Linked DNA regions of Mus musculus: region 2 is linked to region 1. A link is a contact called in public HiChIP or PLAC-seq data. All regions are on one chromosome and are shown on one strand. The core of a region is the stretch at or near the end of the contact, and the rest is flanking DNA. Distances in the headings are between cores, read along the strand shown.

Region 1 (7,763 bases), core at 1,620-4,119:
TTCATGGGATCATGTCTATGTCAGAGTGGTTACTACTTGACCTAAGTGAGGCTCTGGAAGGAGGCCTTCCTCAGAGGAGCTTCCATGTTAAGTGAACTAGGCCCACCCTCCACGTTCATCTCGTGATGGACTCCTGTAGTCCTAGCCTTACAGATCACATGCTCAGCCTGGAACCCAGAGCATAGATAGAACATTATGCTTACATTCCCCAGGCTTTGCCAAAGGACTCATAATCCCAAGTTGTCTTTGGCCAGGCTTTGTTTTTGGAAAGCACTTTAGGAAAAGGCCCTCCCTCATCACTCACATGGAGCAAAGCCAACACACCATGAGCCAGTGTTTCTCAGACCGGGAGTCATAGACTCCTAAGCATCCCATGGATGGGTTCTCGGGTCTAGGGGTTATCTACAGGCATTTGTGATTTCAGGTTTCCTCTGTGGTCATGTGCAGCTAACATCTTCTGGATGACTTGGCTAGCCACCTCATGCATGTGTATATGTGTAACACTGAAGACTAAACTGGGACCTTGTGTATGACGTTAAGCATGTGTGCTACCACTGAGCCACACCACCAGCCCATTCATGCGTGGATCTTGAAATAAGATTGCACTGCTTCCAACTAAGACATCCTGGGGGCTGGGGACAGAGCTCAGTTGGTGGAGTGCTTGCCTAGCTAGCATGCACAGAGCCCTGCTTCCATTCCCAATCCTGCATACTGAGCACGGCAGTGCAGGCCTGTGACGCTTGTACTAGGGAGAGGGAAGCAGGATTATTGTTCAGGGTTATCTCTGGCTACAGACTGAGTTTGAAACCAGCCCGGGATTCGTGAGAATCTATCAACAAAACAAAACCAAACCAGAAAACAGGCCCACGTACTTGGAGATTGTTGTAGGGCTCAGACCCCTGAGCAAACGCAGCTGCCAGCTTCATCAGAGCAACTCTGCCTGCTTGCAAGGAGCTCCAGGCTTATTCTCATTCCCTTCTATGAGGAGGAGGAGGGGAAGATACTGTATTCTTTTTTTAAAAATATTTTTATTAGGTTTTTTCCTCATTTACATTTCCAACGCTATCCCGAAAGTCCCCCATACCCTCCCCCCCAATCCCCTACCCACCCACTCCCACTTTTTGGCCCTGGCATTCCCCTGTACTGGGGCATATAAAGTTTGCAAGTCCAAAGGGCCTCTCTTTCCAGTGATGGCCGACTAGGCCATCTTTTGATACATATGCAGGGTACTGTATTCTTACCTGAGATTTCAACCACACCTCCCAGCCATTTGTCTGCCACTCTGTTCAATTGCACATGGCTGAAGCCTTGGAGGGCTGGGGAATTTTAATGGAAGGGCCTCTGCCTGGCTGGCTAGGAAGAAACCATCATCCATGCTCGGTAAAGACTTTTCAAAGCAGCTGCTCAGGAGTCGCCACACTCCTGTCAGTTGCCCCTCACACAGGCTCTATAAACGGGCTCCCGAAACTCATTGGTCCCCCAAGATGAACTTTGGTAGAATTGAACTTTGCTTTGCCATTGGCATTTTATGAGAAGGGGGGTAGATGTTGTGTACCCCCTCCCTGGGAAGTAATTCTCAAAATAGAGATCAACTAAAATTATAAGTGATTTTTTTTTACTGAGATATAACTCACATGTTATAAAAATTTATCCTCTGAGTATTTATCCTATTTTGAGTATTGGCATGAGCTTGTGCAGTCCTCACCACTATATAATTACAGAACATTTTCACCCCACCCCCAACCCCACCCCCAACCCCACCCCCACCACTGAAAACCTCCTCATATCCATTAACAATCTTTATTCCGTTTCCTCTCTAGCCCCTGGAAATCGCTAGTCTACTTTCTATCCCTTTGGGTTAGACCACTCTGAACATTCCATTCAAATGGATTCTCAAGATAAGCTATGTCTGGTTTCCTTCATTTAAAACAGTTCCAAGATACATCCAAATTGTAACATCAGCATTCCTTTAATTTATTTTGACGTGTGTGTGCATGTGTGTGTGTTTGTTTCTCGCATGTATGCAGGTGCCTGTGGATATCAGAAGAGGGTGTCAGATCTCCAAAATTGGAGTTACAGGCAGTTGTGAGCTACCCGTTATGTGTGGTGGGAACCAACTTGGGTCCTCTGCAGAAGCAGTATACACTCTTGACTGCTGAGTCGTCTTAACTCCCCACCCTTAGTTCATTTTTTTAAATGGCTGAGTGATTTCCCCATTGCCTTTCACTGCCAATCCGCACATCTGTTGATGCACATCCGATTGGGTTTTCCTTCCTGTCCACTAGGAAGAACACTGCTACAGGAAGGTTGTGGGTCTAACATGTGAAAATCAAGTTCTTCAAATGTGTTCTTGGGTCCCTGACTTCTCAAATTTGAGGAATACTGACCCAGGCTCACCCTTCTACTCAATCAATGAAGAAATTGTCAGATCCCACTCACAGACTCATGGGAGTGTCTCTGACTTAGACGGTGAACACAAGCTTGCTGGTTTTGTTTCTGAAGTTCCAAGAGTCATGCAAGAAGTCGTGCATGCTAGGTTGGGTGACACTCAAGGACAGGGGTTAACAGTAAGTCCCTTCCTCTGTTTCTCTCCAACTTAACTTTTGAGATGGAGTCTCTTATTGAACCTGTAGCTCCCTGATTCAGTTAAACTAGCTGACTGTCAACCCCCCAGTGTCACTGTGCCCCTACCTCCCCAGCACTGGGATAGCAGCTGTGTGCTGCCTGGCCCAGCATTTTTATGTGGCTTTTGGGGGGTCTGAACTTAATTAAGCCCTTAGGCTTGAGCAGCAAGCAATTGACTGACTGAGCCATCCCATACCACCCAGCCCCCATCCATTTTGCCATTTTTCTTATTTGCATAGAGTGGATCTCTTCATGTAGGGCTCTCTCAAGTTCTCTGTTTGGTTATGTGGAGGGCCACTGTGTAGCAGCATTGTTAACACTTAAATAGGGACATAACATTTGTCAAATAGGGACACAACATTTGTCGATTTAACTGGACGAAGTGTTTAATTCTCCTTACTCCTGGCCTGAATATCAATAATCATCCCTGGGGCTAAAAGCCAGTAGAATCACCTGGCCAAACATCCCCATTCAGCCACTTTTCCCAGAGTGGCCTCCCAGCGGAGCCATAGGGACAAACAAAGCTGTTGACCCAGTTTGAAGGCCTGGAAAATCACGTGAGTCACTGGGACAACAGAGCAAAGTGTCAGGCCCCTGAGAAACCAGACGCACAGTTTTCCAGTGCCCTTTGTGTCCCTCTAGGGTGGAACTGGGAGCCCCAGGGTGGCCTGTCATTTTTCACCAGCTGCTCCTCTGAGGGGTTTCTGAGTCCTCAGCCCCGTGACTGGAGCAGCAGGAACCCGCTTCTGTTTTCTTTCCAGCAGGCTGCACACACAGCAGTCTGGAGAGTGTTGGCTCCAGCTATAGGAACCAAAGCAAATGGGGAAACATAGAGGATGAGGCAGAGTGTAGTTTGGAGCAAGGCCACAGTCTCTCCCTGGGAAGGACAAGTTGAAGAAACGCTAAACGATTTAAACCGAAGATGGGGCATCCAAAGGCAATATTTTAAAATCAAACTGACATTAGCAAAGTGGGGCATTGCAAAAAGAAGGGGGAGAGCACCCAAACTACTTCAGAGTCTCTTGTGAGTTTCTGAAGACAATCTACCTAAATTATACACAGAGCTGGGGAAATGTGGTCAGAAAAGTGGTGCAGGGCTGGAGGGATGTCTCGGTGGTTAAGAGCACTGACTGCTCTTCCTGAAGTCTTGAGTTCAATTCCCAGCAACCACATGGTGGCGATACACTCTTCTTCTAGTGCGTGTCCGAAGACAGCTGCAGTGTATTCTTATGAATAAAAAGTAAATAAATATCTAAAAAATAAAATAAAACAAAGCTTGTGAAGAAATTGAACATCCATCAAGAAAGAAAGAAAGAGAGAGAGAGAGAGAGAGAGAGAGAGAGAGAGAGAGAGAGAGAGAAAGGAAAAAGGAAAGTAGAGCAGGTACAACTGTTAGTGGGGTAGGTAGTTTGCTGTCTAGATGTTGGAAATAATAGCCAAAGCCCGATAGGTCCCCAAGTAACACTTCCCGTGTAAAAAAAGCACTTATGGGGAAGAATGGCTGTGTTACTTTGTTTTCCATCACTATAACAGAATACCAGCGACTGTGCCATTTATTAAGCAAATGGATTGATTTAGCTCATAGTTTTAGAGACAAGGAAGTTCAAGATTGGGTTGCTGCCTTTGGTGAGGGTCTCTTTTTGTGTCATAAATTGATGCAGCAGGCAGCAGGGACATCAGGAAGCAAACATGTGTAAGAGTGTCTAGTGCGCACCTAGGAAGTAGAGGGCAGGGATAGAGGCAGCCTGACACTAGCTTGTTCTTGCTATCACTAACCCAGTCCTACTAGCGTTAGAATTCACGGCTTTCCTCTGTCACCTCTAAATGGCCCTTCACCTGTCAACACTGCAACGTTGGTGACTAGGCCTCGGCATGTCACTAGAGGTGTTAGAATCAGAGCCCAGGCTTCAGCAGCGCTAAGGAGCTACACTGGGCCACTCACCCACAGTCGTCCAAATCATAAGGCAGTGGTGAAAGTCGGAGACACTTATTCAAAAGTGGCCTTCTGGGGAAGAGGAACTATTAAAGCCATCTATTGACCTCCAAGTCCATCTTTGGGATCCTGACATGAGTTTAAATAGAAGAGCAGAGGTGTGCATCCCTGAGTAATCCTGATCACGATGTGCTCCCCCTGTCATTGACCCACCATTGTCTCAGCTCCCATCTCTTCCGTAAGGTGTCAGAACCATGTGAAATCTCTTCCTGGAGACAAGTCTTCATTCATTGCTGTGTTCACCCCACTCCACCCCACCCCACCTGTCACTCCCAACCCTCTGGCTAGCACCAGGCTTCAGCCTTTTTCTTCTCCCAACATGAGACACCTATGGAAATTCCAAATTCCTAGGAGCCACTGTTTGGTGACCAAAGGGAGGGGCACGCAAGGTGTGTCTCTTCAGGACATTTTTCCTGAGCTGCCAAGATTGGTCATCAGTAAAGGAGCTTGCCACACAGGCCTGGTGACCTGAGTTCAATTCTTGGGACCCATGCAAAAGTGGAAGGAAAGAAGGGACTGCACAAAGCTGTCCTCTGACCTTCACATGAGCGCATGGCACAGCTCTCCATCATGCATGTATACACATATAAGTGTACACACACACACACACACACACACACACACACACACTGAGTGTCTTGTTACATAGCCCAGACTAGCCTTGAACTCTGGGTCCTCTCTCTCTACCTCCTGAGTACTGGAATTGCAGGCATGAGCCTACACACCTAGCTATAACTTTAATTTTTTTCAAATCCTATTTTCAATAATGGTTCTTAAATGCTTTAACCTCCTTTGTAGCCCACCGCCCACTAAAGGTAGTGGAAAAGAAAGAATACGGGGAGGTGGACCTGTTTAGAAAGGTTCTTCGGAGCAACTCACATCTGGAAAATCAGCAGTTGTCTGGAAATCAGCAGTTCAGTTCACAGGTTAGCAGGCAGCAGCAGCAGCTCCATCCACTCTCAAACACTTCACGGATACACCAGCAGTCCAGTTTGGTAGAGTCGGGATAGCAACTGCGGTGGCACAACCTAGGAGAGACAGCCAGGCTTCAACCTTGGCTCAAGTCGGCAGGAACTCCAGAAATACTCAGCTGTGCCTCTCTCAGGGAAGTGAAGATCAGCGAAGATGAGAGATCCACAAGCGTTGCACAGCTAGCTCTAAAAGCAAGCCTAGCTCAGCCTTTGTCATTCTGTGGAGTCCTGTTTATCCCCTCCAAATATCATGTGTCCTCCACATGTGTTGCCTCCAAATATCACGTATCCTCCCTGTGTCTTGCCTCAGCACCTGTATCCAGTCAGCCCGAGTCCTTGGAAATGGCAACAAACTGCAGCACACCACCAGAAAATTGTTGGTGCGTTTCTCTCTCTCTATGGAGTCCCGACAAATGCAGCTCAACTATGCAATGTAAGGCAGACTAATACATTCACGTAGCAAAGAATCTTTCATCACATGTTCTTACATGTGCTTGCTTTAGCAGAACATCCTCTCCTGTGTCTGCTCCATCAAAATGTTTCTTCACGTGTCTGCCTTAACCTTTCACATCTGTGTCCACATTAACGAAACGCTCCTTCAAGTGTTTTCCCCAGCAAAACACCATCTGACCAACTTTTCAACTTCACCTAGCTCCCACTATAACTAGAATTGACACTATCAGGGAGAGTCAGTTTCTATGTGTAACTCAGTCCAGGATCGAATCAATTCCTACTCATTGAGTGCTTTGAGTGATTACTAAGTTCAAGGGCAAATGAACTGTCTGTCCTTCCTGGTTGTGGAGGGTACATCTGTGCCTGGAATAGCTAGAGAAAGACAGTGGAGTCAGCAGAGTTTGGGTGTCATTAGCCCTGCCACTCCGGACCCCTCACTTCCCCTCTGACTTCCTCTCCCCTCTGTGCCTCGGCAGATCTGGCAGACAAGCAGCAGCTTTGCAGGGGTGTCTGCTGCCCACTCTGGTGCCGTCAGTGCACATTGCTTCAGAGTTGCTGTCTCTGGGCTTGGGCACAGAGCCAGCCGTTGTCTTTGTCATCAAATCCCAGGGCTGCCCCAGGATTCTGAGTGCTTTACAGAGTCAGCAAGCCAGCCTCGGACATGCATTTAGGAAGAATATAGAGGCTCTGAAAAGAATATTCAGAATGAGATGGTAGAGATAAAGGAAGGGCAGAGCTAAGAGAAAGGAAAGACTCTGATTCTATGTTGCTGACACCAGTAGTTACTGCGGTGCCATCGGCACTGCCTACTAGACTCTTCTGCGAAGACAGAAATGTCTTAAAACAATCATGCTGATACAGCAGCCACACCTGGCTACTGAGCATTTGAAATGTAGGTAGCTAGCGATTACATTTTTATTCTCTTGAATTTTGATTAATTCCAACTTAAATAGATACATATATCTAGTGCTTTATTAGACATATGAAAAAAAATAGTAGAGTGTGCTGTGGGGTGAGGTGGTGCAGTTCAAAGAGCATGAGAATCTGAATTCAGTCTCCAGAACCCATGTGCAAAAAAAAGCTAGGTATAGCCGTGCGTGCGCATAATCTCAGCACTGGGGAGGCAGAGATGGGTGGGTCCCTGGGGCTCCTTGGGCAGCTAGCCTGGCCTAATGAGTGAGTTCCAGCTAATCAGAGAGGCTGTCTGACATCGATACTGGCTCTCTGGGTTCAAATCTCAAGTCTCTGTGCTATTTCTGTACACAGCTCCAAGATGAGGCTGATAAGATTGACCTCATAGGAGTCATGTGCTGATAAGGAGACTGGAAGCTCAGGTGGGGGAACCATTTACCAGTGTACTCATCCATCAGAAGTAGCCACAGAGGTCTGGGAGAGGCACGGGCCTGAGGCCATGCACCTTGCCAAACACCCAAGAACTCTAGATGACCACCTGCATTGTTAAATTGTTGGATTTGCCTTAAAGTTCTGACATTCGCAAACCCCTGTACTTTAGATTATTTATGTATTATTATTAAAAATGTCCATTGTGTATATCCCTTATACATGGTATTGTTACATAAGAACATTTTTTAAAAATAGATTTCTTTATTTTTATTTACGTGTGTATGCTTGCACATATGCATATGGCTGCTCTTGGAGGCCAGAAGTCGACATCAGATCCCCACAAACTGGAGTTACGAATAACTGTGAATCACCAAACA
Region 2 (7,763 bases), core at 2,775-5,274, 230 kb before region 1:
ATCATGTAAGACTGGTAGGCTACCTCAGGGCCAGGCCAAGGTGACGGGGTCTCAGGAGGTGACGGGGTCTCGGGGAAGGTAAAGTACCCTCTTATCACACGCCCGAGACACAGAGGCAAAGCCACAGCACTGTTGACCCAAGCTTGGCCCGCTGGCCAGGACAGCGTTTATGGGCCTCTCCCCATCCCACTGTGCTCTCTGGAAGGAAGTCTGCCCGGCCACTCTTTCAGAGCAGGGAGTTTTGTTTCCATATCATTTGTTTGGAAATTTTCTACATGAGAAGTTCACCTGTTCTCTCCCATTTCCTTATTCAGTCATTTCCATAAATTTATGTGTAGGATTATACTCTAACACTGTTCTTGTGGCTCACATCATCCCATTGGAGGCTCTTCCACTTGGCCTAGTGCATCTTTCAAAGGCCTTCACCATTGCAGGATTTTTTTTTCTTTTCTCTTCTCCCTTTCTTACTTTCAGGCACTCTATAATCAGGTGTAGCTTGCATACACTTCGCTTCAGTTCTAGATAACCATTTCTTTAAGGAGTTATCTTTTAAAAAAAAAACAAAAACTTGTATGTGTATTGGTATTTTGTCTGCATGTAGGTCTGTGCCCACAGAGGCCAGAAGAGAGCATCAACAGATGTGGGTGCTAAGAATCAAGCCTAGCCATTGCTCTTAACCACTGAGCCATCTCTCCAGCCCAAGCTGTCTTTATTTTTGGAGAGTGATATTAGCACCCAGATCAGCTGACAGTGAGGAAATACAGGTGTGCATACTCAGATACTGAGAAATATACCTTTATGTGTCTGTCTGTATATTAAGCTAACCACAAGTTTACACTGACATTAGTTATGATTTTAGCATCTGAAAAAAAAAACAAAAACAAAAACAAAACCCCAGAGCTTATACTAGGAATGTAGTTTCTGGAATGTACCGTCTGAAATGGCACTTCTTACCCTAGCCTACCACTGTGTTTGGTGCTATAGCAAGCTGTAAGAGTACAAGACTGCCCAGCTAGCTGATTCGCCATTGGATGGGGTACTAGACTCAGTGCTCAGGCGGTGATCTGCAACAGTCTCTCCGTAGAGCGCTGATGAACATGGTGGGAAGGGGCAGCCTGAGGGGTCAGGTCATGCTCCCAGCACCTGGGAATTCTAACTTGTATTCTTGAAAATTTTCTGTCTAAATTCTAGGAGGAAGAACGCCTAAATAAACTCAGACTAGAAAGGGAAGGCTCCCCTGAAAGTAAGTGGCTAAGGTGGTTATGAGTCAACTGGTGATGGGCTGGGTAGATGCGGTGTTGGGGGAGAGTGGGGACTTTCACCCTGATGCAAGCTTGGGTGAGTTTATGTTTAGTTTGAAGCTATGAACACCACTCTAAAGCCTTGCCTTTTCTTTCTATTTGGGACTAGCCTTGTCTGAGTAAACCAGGGCTAATGCAGCAGAAGAGAACCTTGTCTTATGCACAGACTAAGGGCAGACAGCACTCACCTTGTGTAGGCAGTGGAAATGGGCGTGGACTAAGGCCACACCCCTTTAGCCTGGCATCTTCTCTCACTTGATGTCTGAAGGGCCGTGGCAAGGATGCCTTTGGTTATCAGTTCTTAAGGTGGAAAGTGTCTCCATGTATGTCTGTACCGTGTGCCTGTGGAGTCCAGGAGACCAGAAGACAGTGTTGTAGTTCCTGAAACAAGTTACTACCAGTTGCTATCTGCCATGCGGGTGCTGGGAACCAAACCAAGGGCCTCTACAAGAGTATCAAGTGGTCTTGGCCACTGAGCTGGCTCTTTAACCCCATTCAGAGTTTTCATTTTATTTTATTTTATTTTATTTTATTTTATTTTATTTTATTTTATTTTATTTTATTTTATTTTGAGATAAGGTTTCTTGGCTGGCCTGGAATTCAATATGTCTACCAGGCTGGCTTAGAACATGCAGAAATTGGCCTGCCTCTGCCTCCTGCGTGCTGGGATTAAAGGTGTGTGCCACCCCACCCAGATCTCAGAATTTTAGAAAAAAAAAATCATTTTATCTAACCAAATGTTTATTAGAAAGAAGGTCTGTAAGTGACTATATAACGTTCGTGGTGATGGTGCCTAAGTCCAGCAGCTGCCTGTTACACACACGGCCTGGGAAGCACTAGAGTAACTCTAGGTGTGGAGCCGGATGAGTTAAGTGTGGGCACCTGAAAAACTGACGCTCCAGCGGCAGGCTCGTGCAGGTCTCAGGAGATTCACGTGTGGACTGCAGAAGGACGAGTGAGGTGTGTGCTGAATCAAAGCTTTGCAGGGCAGCATTGACATGCCTGAAGGAAGGATGGAGGTAGCTTTAGAGAAGTGGTTTCCAAATCGTGTTCTCTGGTACCTCAAGAGTTCCCAGAAATTCTTTGGAGGGGTAGATCTCCACTTTAATTGACATAGATCTTGTGTTTTACACATTTAAGATTCTGAGTGTGTGTGTGTGTGTGTTGTGTTTTAAGTGAGTTTAAAAAAAGCTTGAGTGCGGGCGTGGTGGCACACGCCTTTGATCCCAGCACTCGGGAGACAGAGGCAGGCGGATTTCTGAGTTCGAGGCCAGCCTGGTCTACAAAGTGAGTTCCAGGACAGCCAGGGCTACACAGAGAAACCCTGTCTCGAAAAAAACAAAAACAAAAAAAGCTTGAGTGATGACAGATTTAAAAAAATCATCTTAAAAGATAAAAACTTAGTCTCTAAAGAGGACTAGTGGAGGCAAAGACCAACGCAGGGAGCCACCTCAATGAAGACAGTTGCCTGCACAAACTTTATGTGAGTCTGTAGAAGCCACACAAAAGTGAAAGGAGAGCACGGACATCACAGGACTGATGTCACAGACATGTGACCTCCACACTGAGCCACAGCACATGAGCCTGCCCCCTCACAACAACAATAGTGATGATGATGATGATGGTGATGGTGGGGAGGGATGGTGATGGTGGTGGTGAGGGGGGATGGTGATGATGATGATGGTGAGGGGGGTGGTGATGATGATGGGGGTGGTGATGATGATGCTGGTGAGGGGGGATGGTGGTGATGATGATGATGAGGGGGGTGGTGATGATGATGGTGGTGAGGGGGGATGGTGGTGATGATGATGGTGAGGGGAGATGTGATGATGATGGTGGTGAGGGGGGATGGTGGTGATGATGATGGTGAGGGGGGATGGTGATGATGATGGTGGTGAGGGGGGATGTGGTGATGATGATGGTGGGAGTGATGATGGTGGTGAGGGGGGATGGTGATGATGATGATGGTGATTAGCGTTTGCTGTGTTTTAAACTTTTGCGACAAGGTCTGGCTGGCCTGGAACTTACTACATAGACCAGGCTGGCTTCAGACTCACAGATATCCCCCTGCCTCTGCCTCCAGAGTGCTGGGCACCAACATGACTGGCCCAGTAATAAAGTTGTGTTTTTAAAGGCTACCTTTGATATTTACATTAACTTTTTAGTGTTTTAAACTTGATAAATTAAAAAAAAAACAACCAAAAACTTAAAACATGGATTTTTTTTTAAATAAATTCATGGTTTCCTGATGCTAGGGTTCTTCATGATGGGGAAGGAAGTGTACATTTTGCATTATGAAGAAGTTTGACTAAGTGTGTTACATGTGGTGTCTTTTGGCCCTATGAGATGGGCTGGTTTTATTTTGACCATACTGTTGTGGTCTGGGCATCAGTAAAGTGTTGATGAGAGTATTGGTGACACAGTTGGCCTGGAGTCTCTGCCAGAGACTGTCCTTTTTGTCCTTTCTTTTCCCCTGTCTTGTGAGGGAGGGGCCTGTAAGGCCAAGCTCGTTCTGTGGACAGAGTGCTTGTTCCCTCTTCTGCCTCTGGCTGTGTCCTCATCCTGCCCATGTCTAGAGGCGCAGCTCAGATCCTGGCTTAGCCACATAGACTGCCTGTTTCCCAGGCTAATGTCTTTTTTTCAGAGGACATTCTCTGTCTCCTTCTGGCTTGTGCTGTGGCTTTCCAGCCCGTCATCAGCTCCTTGGAGGCGGTGCTGTGCTCTCACTGCCTTTGTGTTCCCATTTTGCCCTTCGCAGACAGGACTGCCTATGTGTCTATACGACCACATGTTAGAATTGCTTTTGTTTTTTTCATTTATTCTTCCTATTATGTGAGCTAGTTTGACCTGCATGATCTTAAAGAAACAAAACAAAACCAAAAATAATCCCCTCAATGCTCCAAACCCCAGAGGAGAGGAATTATGTTAACTAGGACAAAAGCTGAAGGGAGACATAGTTCCCTCTATCTGTTTCGAGGGGTGGAGTTTTTCTCCTGAGCTAGGCAGGGCTATGAAAGGAAGCTGGTGAGTACACGACACGGGGCACCAGGGCTTCCCTCCGGAGTTGTGTTCAGGAGCTCACGGCCCGGCTCTGCTTTGCTTTGCAGCTCTTACAAACTTGAAGAAAGGGTACCTGTTCATGTACAACCTTGTGCAGCTCCTGGGGTTCTCCTGGATCTTTGTCAACCTCACAGTGCGGTTCTTTATTTTAGGAAAAGGTAAGTATGACATTTCATCTACCTCAGCTGAGGTGGCTCTCTCTGCCTTGGACGTGAATAGGCACCTGCCCTTCCTGCCCTTCCTGCCCTTCCTGCCCTTCCTGCCCTTCCTGCCTTTCCTGCCTTACCTGCCTTTCCCTATGTCAGTTCCTGGAGGAACATGCTGACCGGAGCAGGCCTAGAGGTTTCACTTCTGCGGATGTGTTTTAAGGAAACAAGAACTATAGGTGAAGTTTCTGCAGATGTGACATGTGGCATTAAGTTACAAACTTCTCATGTGTCTTCATCAGTAAGAAATTTCTGTGGAATATTCACTAGTGTAGTGTTGTGGAGCATAGAGAAAGAGTCAACAGTAGCATAAACAACGCTTATGAGGCTATAATTAATGTCTAACTTGCTTTTCTTTGTTTGATCATAGCAGTTTGCAAATGAGCACTCTCAAAAAGATTAGAGAGAATACAGTTTTCCAGTGGTCTGAATGTAGGTCAATTAACAGTACCGTTTCTTTTGCAAAATAGGTATGGAGAAAATAAGATTATAATAGAAAATGTAAACTGTTTGAAAAGAGACATGAACTCTTGTAGAGTATCCTACTGTCTGACTCTGCATTTTCCACCTGCAGTTTTCGGCTGTGGAGCCGGTTAGCTGGGGGTGTGTGTGTGTGTGGGGGGTCTGTTGAAAGGGGAGGAACTGTGACTTGTTTATACCCCTGACATTGGACTTTGGGTAGCACAGTGGCAGCTAGGACCACATGCCTAGGGCTTATAGTCAACCTGTGACCAGCAGCCTCCATGTGACCACAGGAGAGAATGGAGAAGTCTCAGGTGCAGCTACTCTCGGATTACTATGGCATTCTCATCCTGGAAGGAAAACAGGGACCTTCAGATAAGTAAATGCTCACCTTGTTCAACCTAAGATGGTAGGTGGATGCTGAGTGTTTTTTCATAAGACTGCTGGCTGTAGGGATGGCAAGATGGCTCAGAAGGTAAGGGTGCTTGCTGCCAAGCCCCAAAACTAGCTCCACCACCCACATGGTTGTAGGAGAGAAACAATGCCCCAAATTGTCCATTAACAACCACATGCATACCATGGTGTGTGTGCAGCCACACACACACATACACACACACACAGACAGACATGCTAAATGCATTAAGCAGTTTAAGACATTAAGGCTATAAAGTGATCTAGTCCAAAAGCTATCAAGTGAAACAGGCCTGTTGGCTAATTGGTGATCAATTTTCAACTGTAATTTATTTTTTCTATGGACCCTGTTAAACTGAGGATTTAGATTACAAATACATGGATAATGATTGTAGCTGCCAGTGGCTTTCTTTTTTCTTTGTTTTCTTTTTTTTAAAGGTTTATTTTATTTCATGTATGTGAGTATATCATTGCTGTCTTCAGACACAGCAGAAGAGGGCATTGGATCCCATTACAGATGGTTGTGAGCCACCATGTGGTTGCTGGGAATTAAACTTAGGACCTCTGGAAGAGCAGTTAGTGCTCTTAACCGCTGAGCCATCTCTCCAGCCCCTTTGTTTTCTTTTTTGTTGTTGGGGGGGCAGAGGCAGGCGGATTTCTGAGTTTGAGGCCAGCCTGATCTACACAGAGTGAGTTCCAGGACAGCCAGGGCTACACAGAGAAACCCTGTCTCATAAAACCAAAAAAAAAAAAGAGAAATATTTCAGAGGACAACCTTGTATTATTAATAAGGCCTTGAAAAATTGTTATCTCTTTTTAGTTAGGATAGCTTCTCAGAATTCTAAGAATTATTAGTGCTGAAGGTATGAACACTGTTAAGGATTTTGAAATCTAATTTTAAGGATTTTATTATTAGGGGCTGGAGAAATGACTCAGTGGTAAGAACACTTACTGATTGCTCCTCAGAGGACTTGGGTTTGATTCCCAGCAGCCACATGGTACAAATGTCTGTAAGTCCAGGTGTCCACTCCATGGCAGCAAGCATACAAGTGGTGCATAGACATACATGCAGGCTAAACCACCAGACACAGTAAAAAATAGTAGTAGTAGCAGTAGTAATGATGAACTTTTAAAAAGATTTAAGTTTTAAAAGTGTGTGTGCATTTATTTGTATGTGCAAATGAATGCTAGGTGCCCTTGGAGGCCAGAGAGGGAGCTGGGTCTGCGGAAGTTGGAGTTATAGGTGTTTGTGAGCTGCCTGATACATACGGGTGCTGGGCACCAAACTCAGGTTCTCTTTCAGAGAAATGTGTGCATCTCACTGCTGAGCCATTTCTACAGCCTTCCTGCAATCTCATTTTATTGAATACTTTTATCTCTATGTAATTGAATTTTTGATTGCTCACATGATAGATTTAGCTTTAACTTCGAAGAGGTAATTGATCTGAAAAGAGTTACCGTTTTGTCTTGTACACAGATTGTTCTTTTCAACAGATAGTAACAATGAAAGCTGGGGGTGGCTTTTTTAATTTTTTAACCAGGAGAAAGGGACAGAGGGTTTTTGTCTGGACATAAGGGAGTTCATCCTGGGAGTTCTGAAGCCTGTCCTGGCCTAGGGTAGGAATGTGAACCTGACTCCGTGTCTATTTTCTTCCTCAAGTTCTTTTCCTGTAAGGTGTGGAGAAGCTGCCCCTGCTAGATCATGTGGCCTGACCATCCTGTATGCTTGTGCCCTAGAGTCCTTCTATGACACGTTCCACAATGTGGCTGACATGATGTATTTCTGCCAGATGCTGGCACTAGTGGAAACCCTCAATGCTGCGATTGGGGTCACAAGTACCCCGGTGCTACCTGCTCTCATCCAGGTATGGAAGAGTTATGTGTGGGAACAAGGAATGAAAGATTTCAGCATGGTGAATAGGTCATCTGGTGGATGGTCATAATGTGCCATGTTCCAGTTATTAAACATACTTATTTGCATAGGCTAACACTATTTCATTTCAGCATGTAGGGAGGTTTTTCTTTTTTTCTTTTTTTAATGAGTTAGGGTCTCTCTAGTCCTGGATGTCGTAAAATTTGCTCTGTAGATCAGTCTATCCTCAAACAGAGGTCCTCCTTCCTCACAAGTGCTGGGACTAAAGCCGTGCACCACCGTGCCTGGCCTTGAAGGAAACATTTTAAAGCACTGCTATTTCCCAAAGCATATTTTCACATTGCTGGCCTGTTTTGTTGTTTATGACATTTTCGTGAAATGATAAAATTATAAAGAGCTTCTTATGTAGGGAATTTTGATTTTCAGGTAAAAGCAGAGAAGCCTGTCTCT

The links. HiChIP or PLAC-seq counts read pairs in DNA pulled down with a chosen protein or histone mark.
Region 2: a contact with region 1 is called in an H3K27ac HiChIP or PLAC-seq map of microglia, with 4 times the contacts expected there. The contact joins two enhancer-like sites. A contact is called at or near these places in 1 of 484 Hi-C or Micro-C datasets (liver) and 2 of 115 datasets of contacts at active chromatin or transcription factors (double positive thymocytes and microglia).

Annotation. Positions count from the first base shown.
Region 1 is chr9:64,770,162-64,777,924 of GRCm38.p6, reverse strand. Gm36365 (a long non-coding RNA gene) reads right to left here and starts at 6,522. Exons shown (of 3, transcript XR_379558.3): 1 at 5,498-6,522; 2 at 873-978. Within about 2 kb of position 2,869, at least 7 of the 459 cell types and tissues checked have an H3K27ac peak or open chromatin away from gene starts, as enhancers often do. A contact at or near this core is called in microglia, where this site is marked.
Region 2 is chr9:64,997,737-65,005,499 of GRCm38.p6, reverse strand. Hacd3 (3-hydroxyacyl-CoA dehydratase 3) reads left to right here. Exons shown (of 11, transcript NM_021345.2): 5 at 1,192-1,243; 6 at 4,409-4,519; 7 at 7,178-7,305. Among named protein-coding and RNA genes, the nearest start is that of Hacd3, 20 kb to the left of the region's middle. Within about 2 kb of position 4,024, at least 19 of the 459 cell types and tissues checked have an H3K27ac peak or open chromatin away from gene starts, as enhancers often do. A contact at or near this core is called in microglia, where this site is marked.